Regions from separate parts of the Mus musculus genome. Here region 2 is linked to region 1. The links are chromatin contacts, called in public HiChIP or PLAC-seq maps. All regions are on one chromosome and are shown on one strand. Each heading gives the region's core, a stretch centred on a gene start, on an enhancer-like site or on the middle of the called end of the contact. The rest is flanking DNA. Distances are from core to core; before and after follow the strand shown. Region 1 has its middle 21 kb from the start of 9230020A06Rik. Region 2 holds the start of Aipl1 (aryl hydrocarbon receptor-interacting protein-like 1).

Region 1 (3,402 bases), core at 341-2,840:
CAAGTGCCCAAGAACTGATGAATGGATGATCAAAATTGATATGCATATGCAATGAAATATTATTTGACCATAGAATGAGTGAATTAAGTATGCATTTATTTTAAAACCAGCATGGAGGAACATCATGGTCAGTGAAAGGAACCAATCACAAAAGCCACATCATGGGATCCCATCCATATGAAATGCCCAGAACTCACGAGTCCATAAGGACAGAAAGATTAGGGAGGGAGTAACAGAGAAAGGTGGGATTCCTTTGGGGAATAATGAAAATGCCTTGGGAATAAACAGAGGTGAGGGGCAATGGCTGCCCACACTGGCCAAGTACAAAATGCCTCCAAATCATGTGCTTTAAAATGCATAAAGGATAGTTTTATGTGCTATGATTTTGCTCCAGTAAAATTAGGATTAAAGAAGGCACAGGATGGGGCATGGTGGGAGACTGAATTTGCTGAGCCCGTGGGGACCTCTGGCTTTGCCATAGGGGTCCTGAGGGATCTTCAGATGCTCATCCAGAGGAGTGATCTCACACTTTGAGGTTTCAGGTCACCAGAGGCCACAAAGAGAAAAGACTGGAGATCTCAGCAGTGGCAGTGAGAGCTGGGGACTAAGGTCACACAGGAGCACTTTAAGGGGTGTCAGAGGAGTGAGTAGGTAACTGGTAGGCGTATTTGGAGGACAGACCTGGACACTGAAGAAACACCTTGGACTAGAAAAGCCCCGTGAAAAGCTTGAGAAAGGCAAGGTTTCTATGTCTTCCAAAAGCCCTGCTTTCACATTTTTGGGAGTGGAATGTAGGAACATGAATGGGGTCCTTGTGCCCTTGTGCCTGATGTTTAGGATGTGTCCCATCGTCCTGTCACAGCAGCACATTCCAACAGAAGCGCCCATCTCAGAGCCTTCTGTTCCCTCCAGGGCCTTAGCAGGTCTGAACTTTAAAGACCCACTTTAATTAGCTCCATCTCGGTGTGCAGTGTTGGGCGTTATCTCCACCTCGGCTGGCTTCTTTCCTTTGCTTCTCTCCTATTGACTTCCAGAAACTCTGCCAGCCACATTGTGGCTCTGATTAGAGGTTCGTGAAAAGCAAAGCAGGCTTTCTGAAGCACAGAGCCCTTCCCCTGGAGAGAAGAATGAAGGCTGCAGTGTGGGTGCTGGGCTGACTGATCTGACAATCCAGGATGCCTCTCTGAATCCCCTAAACTAGCCCTAAGCCACACAAGCCCCTCCCTGACTCTGACTGTGACCTGAAGGAACTGGCATAAGATACTCCTATGTATCCTCCTATGTTGCAGCTGGTAAGGAGTAAGAAGAAACACGGCATCTAAATAGAGATCTTAAGCAGGCAGATAGTGGCCTAGGACAGAGAGGTACTAGGACAGGACACTGGATCGTGGCAGAGAAGAGACCCTAGTGTGCAAAACAAGCTAATCATTGTCAAAATGAAGCCCATATGCCAACATCCGCATCATCCATGTATCAGCTTCCCCGTGGCTTTGTCATTTCATGCACACACCCAGCAATTCATCCAGCCAGGCAGTTATCCCTTACCAAGTGCCTGGTCTGTGCTGGTAATGGTGCCTTCACTCAGCAGAATACAATGTGGGATGATCAAAACAGAAATAGACTAGAGTCATGTGACCAGCAGCCTCCAGCACCCAGAGGAACTAAAACATGTGTAGAATTTGAGATCAGACCAAACTTAAAAGGCCTGGAACCTTGGAAGTAGATGCTGACTGCAGACTGAAGATGGAGCCCCTGAGATATGGCCATAACCATCAGGGATATGGTGTGGCAAAAGACCCTAATAAGAACCCTTGCACAATTCACAAATGTACCAACAAAGAGCCTCCTGACTCCGCATCCGCCAAAAAGGATGGGACAGTTTTAGATCCCTGCTAGCTGGGCCCAGGACTATCCTGAGCTCTTTACTAAGAGCTGAGTCTGCAGTGGAGCAAGGGCTGAGCCCTAGATGAGAGTCTAGAAGAGCAGCAGAAATGGAGGTTCAGGGGTCTGAGGTTTAGGGCTCTCCATCTTAACTTAGATGATGCTGCGGCTTCATCCTATGGCCACTTATGGGGCATACAGACACAGCCAGGGACCAAATGTGGGTCTGAAAGCTAGTTGGGTTTTTTAGTTGTATTTATCAAAGATAGGATGGGTCAGTGCCTTAATTTGCTTAGCATTAAAAAAGGTCTAAAACCAAGGTGGACTTCAGTAGGAAGCTGCTAATTTAAATTTGTTAAAGACCTTAATATCCAGAGGCTGTTGTCTTCCCACAAGAGATGTGCTCAGGGGAAGAAGGGCCATTTCCCGAGTTCTAATGCACTCTGAATTATGTCCAGAATTCCCAGTCACTGGCTACAGCCATTTTAGAAGACACTGCAATATGTTTCACACCTCTGTGCTCATTGGGTTCTTGATACCAAGGAGATGAATTTAGAAGAACTGAGTCACTGGGAGCCCTCATTGGTGCTCTCCTGGGTCTTGGGGGTTCCCAACACTCCAGGGAGGAAAACAGAATGGGTCATTTAGTTGATGGCCCAACCAGAGTGACACTGGGATCTCCAAACTCCAGTCTCACTGTTCTGACCACTGTAGCATGCATCTCCTGGGGAAAGGGGTGAGTGAGAGTAGACTACATAGGACTTCAGTTACCAGCAGGAAGTCCTCAGCAGCAGAGCCAGGATGCAGTGGCTAAAACCTACCCTACCTCTTAAGGAGGTGAGTGGACCTCCACCTACTGTTCAATGGAGACTTGTATCCAGGAACTGGGTGGATTGGGGCATTCCCTGTCTCATACTTGGACAAAGCAGCATCCTCCATCTGGAAAGCTCTCTGGGGAGCTGGGAGGGGGCTGGAGATATGGCTTAAGGGTAAGAACACATAGTCTCTTAGTTCCTAGCACATACTTTCAAAAGCTCACAACTGCCTATAACTTCTGTTCTGGAGCTTCAATGCCCTCCTCTAGCCTACAAGGGCACCTGCACTCCCATGCACATACCCCAAACACACACACACACACACACACACACACACACGTATTTATTTAGAACTAAGTCTAAAAAAATAAAAGAAGAAAAGAAAGCTCTGATGAATTTAGTATAGTCAGGGATATCACTATTTCCCTATTAGAAATTTAATAGTATTTTTTCCCTTTGGTGCTCAGTATAAATTCTATCTTTTAAACTTCTTCAAGAATATCTGATGCAACTGGAAATAAGTAAAATCAGTCCCAGAAAGAAATACCATGTTTCCTCTCATTTGTGGGTCCTAGACTTTATGGATTCATAACATTACATATGTATAGATAATGGAAAGAAAGAGCCAAATTGCCTAGGGTAATAAAGGATACTAATGGGAGGAGGTGGGGAGGGGAGAGGAAATATAGTCAAAATATATATTTCA
Region 2 (3,402 bases), core at 564-3,063, 540 kb before region 1:
GGGAAGTACACGGGGCACTGGGACTTTAGCTGGGTTGGAGGTTGGTTTTCCCAAATATGTGGCATTCTACCTGAGGCACTGGGTGCGGGGTGATGTCAGGAACATTGCCACATTCCAGGACTGACTAGAGTAAGGCTAAGAGAAACAGCATACGTAGGGTGGAGACCAGGACCAGAGACTTGAAGGTTAGGACAGGAGCTTAGAACAGATCTGAAGAGAGTGGGAAGTCATCTGGATTTGAAGAGAGGAACAGGTGACTGGAAATGTTTTCCAATGAGGCCTTGGAAACCTTTGAAGCTATGGTCTAAATAGACAGTGGACCAGTGTCCCCCACCCCCACCCCACCCCCCTTAGCAGTGAAGCCTGACCTCTGGAATCCCTTTGCTGTGTGCTATGACTCCCTGCAAAGTAAGATATGGAAACAGTAACCAAGGGTGAAGCATCCAGATGGGGCATGAAAGTCCTTTTCTGCCATTGTGCATCTAATCAGGAGAGAGAAATGTTCCAAAGAGAAACTGCATTATAAGGAGTCATTATACAGCAACTCACAGAGCACGCATCAGGTCGGGAGAATACAGCAGGGATCTCAGAGTCAGTACCTGACCCTGGTGTATGTGGCATGGCAGGCACTGTTTTCCCTGATGGTCCATTCTTCCTCAGTAACATGCTCCTTTAAGCTACTGTGTGGCTGGGGAGAGATGGAAGAGGAAAAAAGTGTCTACACCTCTCTAAGGCTGGGATGGAAACAGACCCGAGTGGGGCTGCTGGCACTCAGGGAGAGCTTTCTACAAAGCCAGGTTGCATCCTGTTTCTGACTGGTTAGCCTAGGTTTGTGGCCCTTTAAGGCAAGGACTTCTCATGGAAATCAAGACTTTTGAGGGTGCTGGATATCCCCAGGATTCTGGCCTTCCTGGAGAAGGGAAACGCCCAAGGCCATGAAGCCATTAATGTAGGAAGCTCTGGTTGGCTATTAGCCAGCTATAATGTCCCCTCATGGCAAGGTCTGTTACCTCTCTGTCAATGCCCAAAAGGGACTGTGGTGGTGGTGGTGTGATCAGAATCCTTCATTTATCTTAAGGCTCTGGGAAAGAAGCATGAAAATTTAAGCTGGCCACAAGGTGGCGCCAAACACCAAGCCGACACATTACGTTTTCTCCTCTAGTTCCCCAAGGGGGTTCAGTGGGCTCCACATAAGCTCTGCTTGTTTCTCTGAACCCAGGACAAAGGCCTTCTAAAGGACTGGGGAGAGCCCGACTCCTCAGCCAGATCTTAGAGTGGAGACAGAAGCTTGACACTAGGAATTTATCAATTTCCCCCAGAACTGGGGTAACTCTCTTAGTCACCCCAAAGTTAGAAACCTTCTCCCAGACCCCAGGAGGAGAGGAGCAGGGGAAAGTGGAGATGTTAAGGGTCAGAGACTGGGACAATGTCCGCACTACAGGTACAGGAAGGCAATGGTGGCTTTGGGCCTCCCTCCTTTTCCCCTCGGATGGCCCCAGCTGTCTACTGCTGCCTGCTTTCTTCTCTCCTTCCCCACAGAAACATCTGTGGACCTTTTTTTTTGAGGTGGCACAAAGGAAAACCTTGATGTAGTCACTATGGGTGTCAGACCGGGGATCTGCATCTGCTGAGAGATCCTGAGGAATGTGGACGGTGGGGTCTGTAGTGCCTAGACTACCTTCCTTCTGCCTTTCTTCCTTCTTCCCTCCCTGTCGGGGAATCCCCTGGGTGATGTCAGCTGCTGTCCTCCCCTCTGGTGGGATTATCTAGGCTTGCACAGGCCTCTTCCCAGGTATCAGCCAGATTGTTCCCTGCTTTGGTAGGATTATCTAGGCCTGAACAAACCTCTCCCCTACCTGCAGCATGGACGTCTCTCTACTCCTCAATGTGGAGGGTGTCAAGAAGACCATTCTGCATGGGGGGACGGGAGAGCTCCCCAGCTTCATCACTGGCTCTCGAGTGAGTATCTACGCCCAGATAGGACCCCGTGGTTCTTTTCTCTGTTTCAGTTGGGCCCAGGGCATTGCAGGTATCCCTTCCTACTGCAGCCAGGCAGGACCTTGCTGGACTTGCCTTTCCATTACCCAGGCTCCCTTGCTTTGGAGTTTATAGACAGGTCTTTTTGGTAGTTTTCAGGGTAGCTTTAGCTAAGAGGAGAGGTTAAGGAAAATTTCCAGAGCTCCAAATGTCAAGTTAGTAGGAAGGAACCTCAGGAGATATGGCGTTTGTCCTCTTGTGTTTGATGGGTCTCTCAGGGGTGGAGGAACACACTCCTGGACATTGGAGCTTATTGGAGAAGGAATTCCTGGCGCTTGGCTGTGAGAGATAGGCATAGGGTTTGCTGGAAAGGAATGGGTTTCTTGTAGGGACTTGTAGGTATTTCTTGAGGGGAGCTGAGGCATCTTATCTTGTGAGATGTGGGTGAACTGACCCCCAAGAACAGCCTCAGTAGCCTGCAGTGGTTGGGTGACACGGCTGCTGGAACTGGGGGAGATATGTCTACACCAAAGCCCTCTGTTCTGGGGACCAGGTGACCTTTCATTTCCGCACAATGAAGTGTGATGACGAGCGCACGGTGATCGATGACAGCAAGCAGGTGGGCCAGCCCATGAGCATCATCATCGGCAACATGTTCAAGCTGGAGGTGTGGGAGACGCTGCTGACCTCCATGCGGCTGGGCGAGGTGGCTGAGTTCTGGTGCGACACCATTGTAAGTAGTCTCGTGGCTCCCTCTGCACTCTGTTCCCTCACGCGCTTCCCAGAGCTGTCAGGGTTCAGGAAAGTTAGGGTAAAACAAGACACTGCAGGTGAAGACACCTCCATCCCTATTCTCTGCCATTACAAACATGGCACCCAGCCCTTCAGATAAAGCAGGCCTTAAAGTGACGTGGAGTATGTGGTTGGCGCAGGGGCTGTGGGAACATGTGGCCTCACATGGTAGGAGAGGGCCCCCCTTTCCTTTTTGCTCAGCATCGTAGATCCTGGAGACTCAAGCCACCGAGCACATCCTTCCCCTCCCCCATTCCTCCCAACTCTATGACTCAATTCATATTTATATCACATATGAAACATCTTTACAACTTCTTGTTTTGTGCTTGGGAGGGATAGGTATTTCTTAGAGAAACTGTCAAATATGCAAAAGTCAAGGAAAAAAACAAGTTGTGAGTTCCTGCCACCTATCAATGCATAATCCCCCCCCCTTGTATCCACCTCTGTCCAGGGAACTTTCTTCAGTATCCCACGTGGTATGGGCACATTTCAGACATCGTGCCAGCTCATGTAGACACACTAGAATTTGAAACTCTAAAAATACAAGACATACACACACACACACACACACACACACACACACACACACCACAGCATCATTGTTACATCTTCAGAAGACCCAAACAATCCCTT

The links. HiChIP or PLAC-seq counts read pairs in DNA pulled down with a chosen protein or histone mark.
Region 2: an H3K27ac HiChIP or PLAC-seq map of SST interneurons shows a contact between it and region 1, with 5 times the contacts expected there. The contact joins the promoter of Aipl1 here to the enhancer-like site in region 1. A contact is called at or near these places in 6 of 39 promoter capture datasets (the HPC-7 cell line, cranial neural crest, embryonic stem cells and 2 more), 2 of 15 datasets of contacts at CTCF or cohesin (large pre-B cells and pro-B cells), 9 of 484 Hi-C or Micro-C datasets (cardiomyocytes, cerebellar granule neurons, cerebellum and 5 more) and 10 of 115 datasets of contacts at active chromatin or transcription factors (SST interneurons, differentiating embryonic stem cells, embryonic midbrain and 4 more).

Annotation. Positions count from the first base shown.
Region 1 is chr11:71,494,044-71,497,445 of GRCm38.p6, reverse strand. No RefSeq gene overlaps it. Among named protein-coding and RNA genes, the nearest start is that of 9230020A06Rik, 21 kb to the left of the region's middle. Within about 2 kb of position 1,590, at least 5 of the 459 cell types and tissues checked have an H3K27ac peak or open chromatin away from gene starts, as enhancers often do. A contact at or near this core is called in SST interneurons, where this site is marked.
Region 2 is chr11:72,035,920-72,039,321 of GRCm38.p6, reverse strand. It overlaps Aipl1 (aryl hydrocarbon receptor-interacting protein-like 1), which reads left to right and starts at 1,813. Exons shown (of 6, transcript NM_053245.2): 1 at 1,813-1,959; 2 at 2,531-2,710. The coding sequence starts at 1,864.